Regions from separate parts of the Sus scrofa genome. Here region 1 is linked to region 2. The links are chromatin contacts, called in public HiChIP or PLAC-seq maps. All regions are on one chromosome and are shown on one strand. Each heading gives the region's core, a stretch centred on a gene start, on an enhancer-like site or on the middle of the called end of the contact. The rest is flanking DNA. Distances are from core to core; before and after follow the strand shown.

Region 1 (6,752 bases), core at 1,860-4,359, 56 kb after region 2:
ACGCTGTGATTGACAGTAAGTCGTGCCTAGCGGTTGCCTCTTCCGACTTCCAGACTCCGGTCAAAGTAATTCTGAGTGACTGCTGTGAGGAATGAGGGCGTTTACCCTCAAGGTCAGTAATAATTAGCTCCAAAGAGGTAACAGGGGAAGTAACATGCCTAGTTCTCTGCATCCAGTTTCTATGGAGAAATCCTCTAAGCGGGATTTCTTAAGCAGTGTGAAGCCGGTACCATTATCTCCATTTCACAAGGGAGGAAGCTGAGGTTGAGAGAGGATGAGAAACTGTCTTAAGGCGGTGCGGGTAGCAAGTCATTTATTTGCTGCACATTACCCGTGAACCACGTCGTCTCTGAAAGCATCGATCACCAGGGTTTTTCGAGGGCTGCTGTTACAAAGCACCACAAATTGGGTGGCTGAAAACATAGAAGTTTATCCTCTTGAGGAAGAATAATAAGTAACTCAGGTAGTCAGTGTAGGAGCGTGGGCTCCGATGCATTCTTTGATCTGGCCATTGATTAGCATTTGTGGTGTAAGAGCTCCAGGGAGTAACAACTCCACAGGCCCTGTTGACTACAGGGAGTGTACCTACGCCCAGATGGACTTTAATCCCTAATCCCCTGAGACCCAGTCTATGGGAAGAAAAGGGCAAAGAAACTATGAGACTTACAGGACGTTTCCACCCCTAAGACCCTACTGATAAGGACTGATAGAAGTAATTAAACAAGGCCAATGGGAGAAAACCACATCTTTCTGGATCCCATGTTGGTACCCCGCCCCCATCTTTAAGGAATAAGAACCCTTATAGGACAATAGAGAAAGGGGGCTCTTCTCCCCCCTCCTGCAGCCCTGGGAGCTATTTGCTTTCCTTTAATAAAGGTTTGCTTGCTTGCTGCATGTGTGTTCGAGGAGCTCATTCTTCGACGGCCGCGAACGAGAACCTGGATTCCGGTATCACTCTCACAGTGAGGAGGCTAGAAGCCTGAAATCAAGGTGCAAGCAGGCTTGGTTCATTCTGCAGGGAAATCTATTCCATGGCTGTCTCCCAGGTTGCGGTGTGTGTGACCTGCTGGTGATCCTGGGCCTTGACTTGAGACGCATTATTCCATTCTCGGCCTCCATTTTCACATGCATTCACAGGGTTGTCTTCTTATAAGGACACCAGTCATACTGAGTTAGCTGCCCTCCACCCACTGTAGTGTAATTTTATTTATTTATTTATTTATTTGCTTTTGAGGGCCATGTCTGCAGCATATGGAGGTTCCCAGGCTAGGGGTCGAATCGGAGCTGTAGCCTCCGGCCTACGGCACAGCCACAGCAACATGGGATCCAAGCTGCATCTGCAACCTACACCACAGCTCAGCGCAACGCTGGATCCTTAACCCACTGAGTGAGGTCAGGGATGGAACCCACATTCTCATGGATATTAGCCTGGTTCTTAACCTGCTAAGCCACAAAATGAACTCCGTGTAACCTCATCTTAATTTTAACTCAGTTTGCAATGACCCTCTTTCCAAATAGGTCACATTCTGTTGTACTGAGAGTAAGACTTTAACTATCTCTTTTGAGGGATAACCTTCAACTCATTAACACCTGATTAAGCAGAATAAGCCCTGGAGTTTAGAAATATTTAGTGTCCTCAAAGACACTGCTGCCTCATAAAAAGGCAAACCCACTACCTTTCCCTCCAAAATCCACCTCCCTCCTTGCTTCCCTGTTTTTCAAAAAATTAGCTAAAATCACTCCACCTTTCACGAAAGAGCCCAGGGTCGGCAACAGAGACATCAGTGGGTTTAACGGACAAGGTGTCTTACACATCTGAAGCATAAGGTTCTGGAACAGCACCCCACCAAGGAGGGCAGGACATGGCAGCAGTCTTCACTGGGTGTGTGGCAGGGACAAGTTACCACTTACAAAAGAAAATAACTTCAGGTGGCTCAGAGGTTACCAGAGAAACCAGCAGAGGAGCTCGCCTTGCCCCTCACTGCCCTTATCTATAGATTAAAACAATCACTAGCTGAGGAAGGGGAAAAGTATGCAGGCACTTACTTTTACTGATTAGGCTCTATGATTAGGAGGAAGGTCGGCCACTTGAGCAGGGTGTCGGCAAGCAGAGACTGGTAGAGCAGCACACCTACAGACAGTAAGAGAATAGCCATCTTGGAGTTCCCTTGTAGAGCAGCAGGTTAAGGATGCAGCGGCTGGAGCTGCTGCTATGACTCAGGTCGATCCCTGGCCCACAAACTTCTGGGTGCATCCCACCCCTACCCCACCACAGAACAACAAGAAAGAGAACAGCCATCTTGTGCAGCCTGATCATAGAACTTCCCAGGTTTAATTCCTTACGGTTGCCTGTCCCTTGAGCAGATACGACAGCTTCCAGATTCGTCTCTTTGCTGCCAGGCTGTTTGCCTCCAGGCTCTTCATCTTAATCCAGCCTCACACTTTGACGTGGTAAGGCTGCCACGTGTTTTTGAGAAACACATCTCAAGTCAGACTCTACAAAGTCCCCTGACTTCCAGTTACGTGGTGGAACTATTCAGCTACTCCATTCTGCATTTGGGGCCCAACCAAATTTGGTGCTGGCCTCATCTCCCTCCATCCCTTCCAAATAGGATACTTCTCTGACGGCCTGTCTTCAAGGCAGTTTCCTTAAGCTTCGGAAACTGGTATCTGTCCCAGTTTTTCCACTTGGGTGATATGGTTACGTATGCTCCTGCCTACACTCCCCTGCCAGACTCTCTTCCTCCCGCCCCAGGCAGGACCCCACTAGAAGCTCATCAATCTATATGCCTAGATGTACTCTCTAGGGAGTCTCCCCCAGGTAGCGATTTAGTCAAACACGGGCTAACCCCCCCCCCCCCCCGCCCGCCCCGTTCTCTTCCCAGAGATTCGGCACAGCTGCCCTTAGGGGCAGGTGGGGGCGAGACTGTTTCCCGGACTCAGTGGAATGGTGCCTACGGCGCACCGAGGGTCTGGGATTCCAGCACAGGCCCTGACGGCGTCTGCCAGGAGGCGCAGCGGAGCTGCAACCCACAGCCCACCCGGAAGTACCTCGGCCCGGGCGGAACGTCGCTTCTGCCGGAACCTTTCCGCTGAAAGGCCGGGCCCTTTTGGGCGAAGCACGCAGTAACCGGAAGTCAGTGGCGGAAGACGCGAGCGTGGGAACCTACTGCTGTAACGTGGAAGATGAACGTCCCTAGTCTCCTCTTGGCGGGAGGTAGGGTGCTTGGAATACTGGGTGAATTTCCCGTCTGTCCTTAGCCCCTGGTCTTGGAGCTTTTTGCCCTCCTTAGATTATGTGTCCAGGACTCACTGTTGGAATCCCTGCTGTGTTGACAGGGCTGTTCTTTTCGCCGATCCTCGGAGCGATTGTGGGGTAGGGGGTCCACGAGTGACTCCTCAGACAGGGCCAAGGGCAGAGGGGTCAGATTCTAAAGGCTGCTTGTTTTCTTCTGGCTGCCTTATTTTTCTGTGGCCATAATGTAAAACTTTACGTTAGTTTTACAAAGTTGCTTCTTATAAGGTTTTTCTTTGTGGAAATAGAGACATAGTAGAAATCTTAAAACGTGTTACAGAAGAAAATAAAAACCGTCTGTAAATTTAACAGCTAAAATATTTCTTATAAACCTATGAAATTCAGTTTCATTTGGTTCCACTGGATGAGAAACTAGTGAAGATAAATATTGTTAAAAAGATTTCTTGAAGGTTAAAATTTCAAAAAATGTTAAACAGTTGAAGTCATTGCTTTATTTTATTTTGCTTTTTAGGGCGGCACCCACGTCATATGTAAGTTCCCAGGCTAGGGGTCCAATCGGAGCTACAGCTGCCGACCACAGTCACATGGGATCCCAGCCTTGTCTGCGACCTACACCACAGCTCAAGGCAAAGCTGGATCCTTAACTCATTGAGCCGGGCCAGCGATTCAACCCGCATCCTCATGGATACTAGCCTATTCGTTTGGTTGAGCCAGGAGGGGAACTTCCCGAATCATTGTTTTAAAAACATGCTTTTTTGAGCTCCCGCTGTGGCGCACAGGGATGGCCATGAGTGGTGGCCTCTTGGGAACCCTGGGAGGCGGGTTTAATCCCCAGGCCTGCACAGTGAGTTAAGGATCCGGCAGTTGCCGAAAATGTGGCTTAGATCTGTCCCTGGCCAGGAATATGCCGCAAGGTGGCCAAAAATGAAAGCTCTTAAAAATACCTACACAAGGAGTTCCTGTCATGGTGCAGTGGAAAAGAATCTGACTAGGAACGATGAGATTGTGGGTTCCATCCCTGGACTTGCTTGGTGGATTAAGGATCTGGCATTGCTGTGAACTGTGGTGTAGGTTGCAGAGGTGGCTTGGATCCTGTGTTGCTGTGGTTGTGGCTTAGGTGGGCAGCTGTAGCTCCGATTCAATCCCTAGCCCGGGAATCACTGTATGCCATGGGTGCGGCCCTAAAAAGACAAAACCCAAAAAAACAAATAAAACCCATAAATAAATACATTCTTCATGTGGACATAAGATTTCTAGGTAGTAAAACTTAGGTGTTATCCACAAAAATAGAATATATTTCTTGTGAATAAGATCTAATAGTTCCATTTTTTTTTTTTTTTGGCTGCACTATGGGCACGTGGAAGTTCTCTGGCCGGGTGTCCAACCCATGCCACAGCAGTGACAACCCAGGATCCTTAACCAGCTGCGTGCCACAAGGGATTTTCCATTAGTACTTTGTCCTTTTTTCTTTTTAGGGCTGTTCCCATGGCATATGGAAGTTCCCAGACCAGGAGTGGAATCAGCTGTAGCTGCCAGCCTACACCACAGCCACAGCAATGCCAGATCCTTAACCCACTGAGAGGGGCCAGGGATGGAACCTATGTCCTCATGGATACTAGTCGAGTTCATTACTACTGAGCCATAACAAGCCATAATGGGAATTCTCTCCATTAGTTTTTAAATTATGGGAAAGTCGGTGTCGCTTTGCAAAGGCTCTGGTTAGGCTACAACTTACTTAAAAGTAAGTAAGACGTCTCAACTTACATTTTGCTCAATTTTCCTTTTAGGGAGGTGGAGATGTTGTCCAGTTCCATTAGGGTCATTCTTTTTCCAGGCCCTACATAATTCTTGCTGTCGGAAAAAATCCACTGCACCAAAGAAAATTATTCCCTATGTCGATTTTTTTGATGAAAATACAAAGGAATCTGAAAAGGCACTTGACAAGCTCTTCTCTTCAGAACAGCAGGCTTCCATCTTGCACGTGTTGAACACAGCATCTAATAAAGAACTTGAAGCTTTCAGACTGCTTCGTGGAAGAAAATCCATCAATATTGTAGAGCACAGAGAAAAGTTTGGGCCATTTCAGAACTTGGAGAGTTTAATGCATGTGCCCTTGTTCCAGTATAAAACCACCGTTCAAGTTTGTAACTCCATTCTTAATCCACAGACTGGAGGGAAGAAAAAGTCACAGGAAAACCGGCTCTTGAGAAAGCTCATCAAACCAGAAATAGGAAGAGAGAGACTTCAGGTATACCCTTTTTCTGAATGTCTTATACTGCCTTAATATTTGAGAACCTGCTTTGCAAAACACGATTCTGGGCACTAAGACACGGTTCTTCAGGCAGACTATAGTTTAGTTGGTGGGCCCAGTGATAACACATGTAAACAGGTAATTTGTTATATGGTTATTCTCAAAGAATGAGATGCACAGGTAGCAAATGAGCAATTTAGAGGAGAGAATTGTGGGTTGTGACTTCAGGGGAACATTTACTAGAAGAACTCATCCTCGACCACGGAGAGAGAAGTAGGCTAGCAGGAAGAGGAAGGCATTCTAGAAAGAAAGAACAGTTAATGTAGAGAAATAGGTCTGTGCAGGACTTGTTGAAGAGGAATGTGGAGGAGATATCTGCCTGGTCTGAGGGCTATGTTGGGAGTAGTGAGAAATGAAGATTCGAAGATGAGTTGTAGGAGTTCCCATCGTGGCGCAGTGGTTAACGAATCCGACTAGGAACCGTGAGGTTGCAGGTTTGATCCCTGGCCTTGCTCAGTGGGTTAAGGATCCGGCATTGCCGTGAGCTGTGGTGTAGGCTGGTGGCTACAGCTCCGATTGGACCCCTAGCCTGGGAACCTTCATATGCTGCGGGAACGGCCCAAGAAATGGCAAAAAGACCAAAAAAAAAAAAAAAAAAAGATGAGTTGCAGCCAAGGAACAACTAGAACATTATAGCAGTCTTTATCAGGATTTAAAGTTATTTTCTGTCTCCCCATCGCTCTTTTAAAAAGCATTCTAAAAGCAAGCCTTTTTCAGTTTATCTTAAAAAGTAAATATTAAAATTACTTGGCATGGAGTTCCCGTTGTGACGCAGTGGTTAACGAATCCGACTAGGAACCATGAGGTTGCGGGTTCGATCCCTGGCCTTGCTCAGCGGGTTAAGGATCCGGCGTTGCCGTGAGCTGTGGTATAGGTCGCAGATGTGGCTCAGATCCCGCGTTGCTGTGGCTCTGGCGTAGGCTGGCGGCTACAGCTCCGATTGGACCCCTAGCCTGGGAACCTCCATATGCCGCAGGAGCAGCCCAAGAATTGGCAAAAAGACAAAAAAATAAAAAAAATAAAAATAAAAATAAAATTACTTGGCATTTCAAACATTAAACCTTGGAGAAATGGAACTTAGGTCCTGTGAAACATTACTTGATGTTCTCTTATCCCATAATAATAATAATTACCTTTTTTTTGACCAGTAATTTTCCGTTTTGGGGGGATTACAGAAACTTTGAA
Region 2 (7,315 bases), core at 3,349-5,848:
CCGGCCAACTTCTGTGATGCTCTTCTGCGCCGCCACCTTTAAAAGAGCAAAGCAGAATAGATGCAAACTATTGCCTTTGGTGTGGATAAGCAATGAGATCCTGCTGTATAGCCCAGGGAACTATATCTAGTCCCTTATGATGAAGCATGATGGAAGATGATGTAAGAAAAAAGAATGTATACATATGTGTGACTGGGTCACTTTGCAGTACAGGAGAAATTGACAGAACACTGTAAACCAAATCTAATGGAAAAAATAAAAATCCTTAAACATAGAACAAAGCAGAACACAAAGCTGGACTCAGGAACCAACTATAGATGGAGGGAGCTACAACACTGGATAAAGGAAGCAGACAAAGAAGTAACAAAAATGGGGAGTGGGGTGGGAGTGAGGCATGAGGGGAAGCCTAGGGGTCCTTTTGAACAGGAGGAGACAGAGAGGAACCACTGCGAGAGCCCAGCGACTCGGCAGCACGTGTGGCAGGTCATCAGGTGAGTGGGTTTCAGCATCTGGTTAAAGTTTAAGCTCCGCCCTCACCTCTGACTCATCCCGTGTCTTCATCGTGCCTTTCAGAACTGAACGCCACCATCCCTCCTTCTCTTCGACAGTGAGAAGGATCTATGGGGAAGGATCTTGGAGCCTTTAAAGTGAAGTACAGCTGCAAGCTCTTCGTGTTTGTTTATTGCCATCCTTCACATTTAAAGAGACGTTCAGATGGGAACGCTCAGCGACACCCATTCAAGAGCTTAATCTGCTCAGCTGCCTGGGGGGAGTGGGAGGACGTTTCGTGGCCAACATAGTCTGGCAACAAGCTCAGGACCTGGTGACAGTCATCAGAGGCAGGCAGGGCCCAAGAATTTGTATTACCTCCAAAGGGGGTCTGATGTAGAGCCACCCAACTCTAAATAAACCGGAGTTTTGATAACTTTGGGAGGACATTTTTTAAATTATGCTGGAACCTGGAAAACTGGAACCAGAACCTTTTTCATCTCTAAGAAGCACCAATGTCCCTCAAAATGGCATGTGTTTTGGAAGCCACATGCATACTATTTTATAGAGGGAGGTGGCTAACTACCAGTAATGAGGTTTGCTGTTAAATGTCCACGTCTCCTAAATATTCAGGCAGTTGGAACTCAGGAGTGGAGCCCTTATCTAGGTACACGAGCAAATTAAAATTTAAAAAAAAAAAAAAGTGTGTTGCTTTCTCTATCCGTAAAAGAAAGGGCACACTCATTGAGGTGAATTTAGAAAATGCAGAGAATGTGAAAGAATAAATTTTGTTTGTCTGTTTGTTTTGCTTTTTAGGGCCGCACCCGTGGCATATGGAGGTTCCCAGGCTAGGTGTCCAATCAGAGCTACAGCTGCCAGCCTACCCCACAGCTCACAGCAATGCCAGATCCTTAACCCACTGAGCAAGGCCAGGGATTGAACCCACAACCTCATGGCTCCCAGTTGGATTCATTTCTGCTGTGCCACAATGGGAACTTCAGAAGAAATGTTTTAAATCATCCAATGTCCTACCATCCATAGACAATCATTTTAACTTAAAAGCCAATTGAAAGTATATTCAATCATTATAAACTACATTAGTAAGAATTTTAAGGACCTGAGGGACAATACTATATTTATAATCAAAAAGAAAAGAACAGTTTTATTCATAACTAAAAAATAAATAAAACAGAAGCAACCAACGTGTCTATCAAAAGGTGAATGAATAAGCTATGGTAAATCTATGCAATGGAATATTTTACAGCAATAAAAAGAAATGAGCGATCAAGCCCCAAACCTTAATTGTGATTAGTGAAAGAAGCCAACCTGCAAAAACTAGATCCTTTATGATTCCAATGATGACAGTCCGGAAAAGGCAAAACTAAAGAGATATCATAAAAAATCAGTGAACGCCAGGGGTTGGGGTGGAGGATACACAGAGCATAGGGGATTTTCAAGGCAGTACAACTGTGTGATACTATAATTGTAGATATATGACTCCATGCACTGAGTCAAACCCCATAGGCCTGTTCAATGAATGTACCAAACTAATGCAAAATATTAATAATAAGGGAAAATGTCAGGAGTATGAGGGGACTTTCTGCTCAATTTTCTGAAAATCTAGAACTGCCTCTTTTTTTTTTTTTTTTTTTTTTTTTTGCTTTTTAAGGCCATGGCATATGGAAGTTCCCAGGCTAGGAGTCAAACGGGAGCTACAGCTGCCAGCCTGCTCCACAGCCACAGCAACTTTCAGGGATCTGAACCACATCTACAACCAACACTACAGCTCATGCCAATGCTGGATCCTTAACCCACTGAGCAAGACCAGGGATTGAACATGCATCTTCTTGGATACTAGTCAGATTTGTTCCCACTGCGACACAACAGGAAATCCCTAGAACTGCTTTAAAAAATAAAGTCTAGGTGTTCCCGTCATGGCACAGCAGAAACGAATCTGACTAGGAACCACGAGGTTGTGGGTTCGATCCCTGGCCTTGCTCAGGGGGTTAAGGATCTGGCGTTGCCATGAGCTGTGGTGTAGGTCAAAGACTCGGCTCAGATCTGGCATTACTGTGGCTCTGGCGTAGGCTGGTGGCTACAGCTCCAATTCGACCCCTAGTCTGGGAACCTCCATATGCCGTGGGAGCGGCCCAAGAGATAGCAAAAAAAAAAAAAAGACAAATAAATAAATAAAATAACATCTATTAATTTTTGAAAAAGAGGAGTGGGCAGCTCTAAGCTCTTTTACCCTGACTCCCCACTAATCCCCACTCCTCCACCCCCCTACACACACACACACACACACACACACACACACTGCAAAACAAGCAGAAACTGTCAGAACCAACTCTGTTGGAACTCTGGAAAACACTTAACCAACAAAGAGCAATCTGGTAGGAGGAACGCTTTGCAGTGTTTTGACACGCCTTTGCCGTGCTCTGTCCCTAGTTCAATGAAAGTTCTCAGTGAAATCCCAGTCCTGGTTCTCAGAGCGGGAGAGTCTACTTTTATTTTATTCACACATCATTGTGTAGGTTTGTCCTAACCTGGCTGGGGACTACCTGAAGCAAGGACACAGGGTGCTCACCTTTGTTTTACTTAACTTGGAGCTGGGACAGAAAGGGGGCGGGCATTCCTCAAGTGCTGCAAGCTGAGCTAAACTTGGAGGTGTCTGGGACAAAAGACTTGACTGAAACAGACAACAGACCTAAGCCCTAGAAGCAAACAGGCCAGGAGCAAGCAGACCTTAGTCCCAGGAGCAAAAGTTAGGGAAAATTGGAATCCTCCCACTTTGATAATGGGAATGCCAATTGCTGTTGTTGCCTGGGATGCAGTTTGGCTGTTCGCCAATAAGTTAAACATAGAATTACCATACGACCTAGCAATTCCATTCCTACCCAAAAGAACTGAAAATAGGAACTGGGATACTTGTGCACCAATGTTCACTGCCACATCACCAACAATAACCTGAAGGTAAAAACAATCCGAATGTCCACTGATGCAGAGTGGATTTTTTAAAATGTGGTATAATTATACAAGGGAATTATTCTTCAGCCACAAAAAGGAACGAAGTTCAGATCTATGCTACGACGTAAATGAATCTTGAAAACATAACCGCACGTGAAAGAAGCCAAAGCCAGAAACAAAGGGACAAATACGGCACGATTCCACTTGTACCAAATACCTAGAGTAGGCAAATTCATAGACACAGATTGTAGATTAGAGGTTACCAGGGCCTGAAGGGAAAGAGAGTGAGAAGTTATTGCTTTATGGGGGCAGAGTTTCTGTTTGTGGTGATGTAAGTTTTGGAACTAGAAAGTGGTGGTAGTTGCAGAGTATTGTAAATATACTGCCACTGAACTGCACATTTTAAAATGGCTAAACGGCAAATTTTATGCTATGTGACATAAACATATTTTACCACAATAAAAAATTATCAGAGAGAGGGATAGGCTACAGAAAGAGGAAATAAGTGGAAATACGCCAGGGTGTATAGCACGTAGTTGATAGGATCTCAGATGCTGAATTTTTTTTCTCCTTCATATTTTTCTGAGCTTTCCAAAGAACGATTTCTACGTTTAGACTGAGAAAAGCAATGTGAGAGCAGAAAGGACCAGGAAGAGAGGAAGTGCGCAGGGAGAACCAGGAAGCAGGCGGCGCGGGCGGCCAGAAGGCAGAGGGCAGCAGCGGGTCCCCCTCCCTACCCGCAGCTGCGCGGTGTGGCACCGGGGCCCGGGCGCAGGGCGCGGGGCCGGGCCGGGCACTGGGGCCCTGTCCTTCAGCTCGTGTGCCGCCCGGCTGTATTTGTCCGCCAAGTCCTGCAGCATCGTGTTCTTCCGCAGCTGCAGCGGCTGCGCGCCGCCCTCGCGGCAGGTGGGGCAGGACCGGCGGCGCCCCGCCTCCCACAGGCCCACCAGACAGTCACGGCAGAAGCTGTGGCCGCAGGGCAGCGTGGTCGGCCAGGCCAGCAGCTCGTGACAGATAATGCAGCCCAGGTCGTCCTCGGCCAGCCACACGGGTATGGCCGGGCCGGCGTCCGGGCCCGCCATGGTCCCCAGGCCCCTTGTCCCCCGCGCCGGCGCGCGGAAGTCCGGGCCACGTAGGGGACCGCCAGCCGGTGGCTGCGTCTCCTCCGGCTCCTCCCTCGCTCCCCCTCTCCCCTCCTCCTTTGCAGCAGCTGGGATCCTCTCTTGCTTTCTTTCTCTGGTCCTGTTGCAAGCCTAGAGCTTCCAACGCGCAGCCCTCAGAGCAACCTCTGGCTTTAGGAAACCCGCTCTCTCCAAGCCGCTAGAAACGCGCTAAGGTCCTAAAGATTGTCTTTGCTAGAGTTTCCCCCCCGCCCCCCCATGAAATGCAACCCCGACAACTCTTGGGAGAAGAAAAAGGAGAGGATTCGCTTCAAGACGCTTTTCTGATAATTCGCCCACTAGGTGTCATCCAGCCACTCTAACAAATAGGATTAGAGACTACGAGGTGCCCAGAGCTGGAGCACAAACCTCCAAATGATTCTCACGCGCAGCCAAAGTTGAGTGACCCCTAGACATTGAAAATCGCTATTACAATACAGAATTGTGTTACTGTCTCCTTACTGCTCTCTGCTGGCTGAAAGCACATTATCCATACTGGCTTCAGGACAAAAATACTAGAATCTGGTTTATTGAGGTAGTGCACCTGGTCCTCCTTGGGCTTGCTGTCTTCCTCCTCTTCCTCCAATCCTAAGTGCATGTCCCCAAGAGACAAAGGAACTTACACGCTTACATAGAAATAACCGAAGGGCAGAGACTAGGCCTGTTTCTCCTTGGTCTGTTGAAATAAACTAAAAATGACACATTTTACTCTACCCCATATTGCCTGGTCTCAAAGTAGGTACCAGATGATACATATCTGTGTCTATTTTCAATTCTGGAAGTGACAGGAAGTCGCCCTTAGCACTGATAATCAAATTTTCCAGCTCTTCTCCCCACCCCACCCCCCTTTTCTTTTTAAGGTTGCACCTGCGGCATATGGAGGTTCCCAGGCTAGGGGTCCAATCGGAGCTGTAGCCACCGGCCTACGCCAGAGCCACAGCAATGCAGGATCTGCACTGCGTCTGCAACCTACACCACAGCTCACAGCCACGCCAGATCCTTAACCCACTGAGCAAGGCCAGGGATCGAACCCGCAAGCTCATGGTTCCTAGTCAGATTCGTTAACCACTGCGCCACCAAGGGAACTCCTTTTCTTTCTCTTTCTAACTTGGTAGGATTACACTTCTTTGACACTCTTTTGTTGTGTTTTTGTTTTTGTTGTCTTTTTAAGGGCCGCACCCATGGCATATGGAGGTTCCCAGGCTAGGAGTCAATAGCTTGCCAGCCTACGCCACAGCCATACTAGATCCTTAGCCCGCTGAGGACCAGGGATCGAACCTGTGTCTTCATGGATGCTAGTCGGATTTGTTTCCACTAAGCCTCGATGAGAATTCCATCTTTGACACTCTTGAAACACACAAAAGGAATACCCTAAACTTCCCATCTGCTTAAAAAGCTAGTAAGTCATTGCATCTCTTCCTGCTAGCTGTCCTAACTATGGAGATGAAGCTGTAATCTGGTGGCCCTGCCAGCCCACACTAGGACCTGCAGTAAAGGACAGAAATAAACCTGAGATATTGTTAAGGTTACTGAGATTTAGTGGGTGCTTGTTGCTGCAGCATAACCTAGCCTATCCTGACTGACTGATTACCTGGATTTTGTTCTAGAAACTCTTCATCTGCAGTAAACTCATAGCTTCTCTGTGCCTGTGTTTTCTGAAAAATAAACAATCATCCATTTTAACAAATAAAATTTCCTTTGATATAAGCCTCTTTCTAGCCACCCCTCCTTCTCTTCTCCATTACACATGCACATTTTTTGAAAGAGTGGGTTAATCAGTGGTCTTCAAACTACCCCCATTTTTAATGCCAAACTTTCTCACCAACAAAAATATGCATTAAATGAAGTCACAAATTATGATCTCAATGCCTTGATTTTTAAAAGGCTTCACTGGCACTGTTAAAAGAATGAAAAGCTAGGAGTTCCCGTTGTGGCTCAGTGGTTAACGAATCCGACTAGGAACCATGAGGTTACAGGTTCGATCCTGGCCTTGCTCAGTGGGTTAAGGATCCGGCATTGCCTTGAGCTGTGGTGTAGGTTGCCGACATGGCTTGGATCTCGCGTTGCTGTGGCTCTGGCATAGGCTGGCAGCTTAGAGCTCTGATTAAACCCCTAGCCTGGGAACCTCCATATGCCATGGGAGCGGCCCAAGAAATGGCAAAAAGACAAAAAGACAAAAAAAAAAAAAAAAAAAAAAAAAAAAAAAGGAGTTCCCGTCGTGTCGCAGTGGTTAACGAATCCGACTAGGAACCATGAGATTGCGGGTTCGGTCCCTGCCCTTGCTCAGTGGGTTCACGATCCGGCGTTGCCGTGAGCTGTGGTGTAGTTTGCAGACGCGGCTCGGATCCTGCGTTGCTGTGCCTCTGGCGTAGGCCGGTGGCTATAGCTCCAATTCAACCCCTAGCCTGGGAACCTCCATATGCCGCGGGAGCGGCCCAAGAAATAGCAACAACAACAACAACAACAAAGGACAAAAATACAAAAAAAAAAAAAAAAAAAGTTTAAAAAAAAAAAAAAGAATGAAAAGCTACAGATTAGAGGGAAATATTTGCAGATTTTTTATCTGTCAAAGTCTAGTATCCAGAATGCATATGAACCCTCAAAACTCAACACTAAAAAACAAAACAGGAGTTCCCGTCATGGCGCAGTGGAAATGAATCTGACTAGGAACCATGAGGTTGCAGGTTCGATCCCTGACC

What was found. HiChIP or PLAC-seq counts read pairs in DNA pulled down with a chosen protein or histone mark.
Region 1: an H3K27ac HiChIP or PLAC-seq map of alveolar macrophages shows a contact between it and region 2. The contact joins the promoter of TEFM here to the promoter of RNF135 in region 2. A contact is called at or near these places in 6 of 47 Hi-C or Micro-C datasets (alveolar macrophages, epiblast stem cells, heart right ventricle and 2 more) and 2 of 2 datasets of contacts at active chromatin or transcription factors (alveolar macrophages and skeletal muscle).

The regions. Positions count from the first base shown.
Region 1 is chr12:42,861,473-42,868,224 of Sscrofa11.1, forward strand. It overlaps TEFM (transcription elongation factor, mitochondrial), which reads left to right and starts at 3,110. Exons shown (of 5, transcript XM_005669064.3): 1 at 3,110-3,217; 2 at 5,044-5,504. The coding sequence starts at 3,187. It also overlaps a transcript of ADAP2 not described here.
Region 2 is chr12:42,804,339-42,811,653 of Sscrofa11.1, forward strand. It overlaps RNF135 (E3 ubiquitin-protein ligase RNF135), which reads right to left and starts at 4,599. Exons shown (of 5, transcript XM_003131735.4): 1 at 4,194-4,599; 2 at 1-36. The coding sequence starts at 4,538.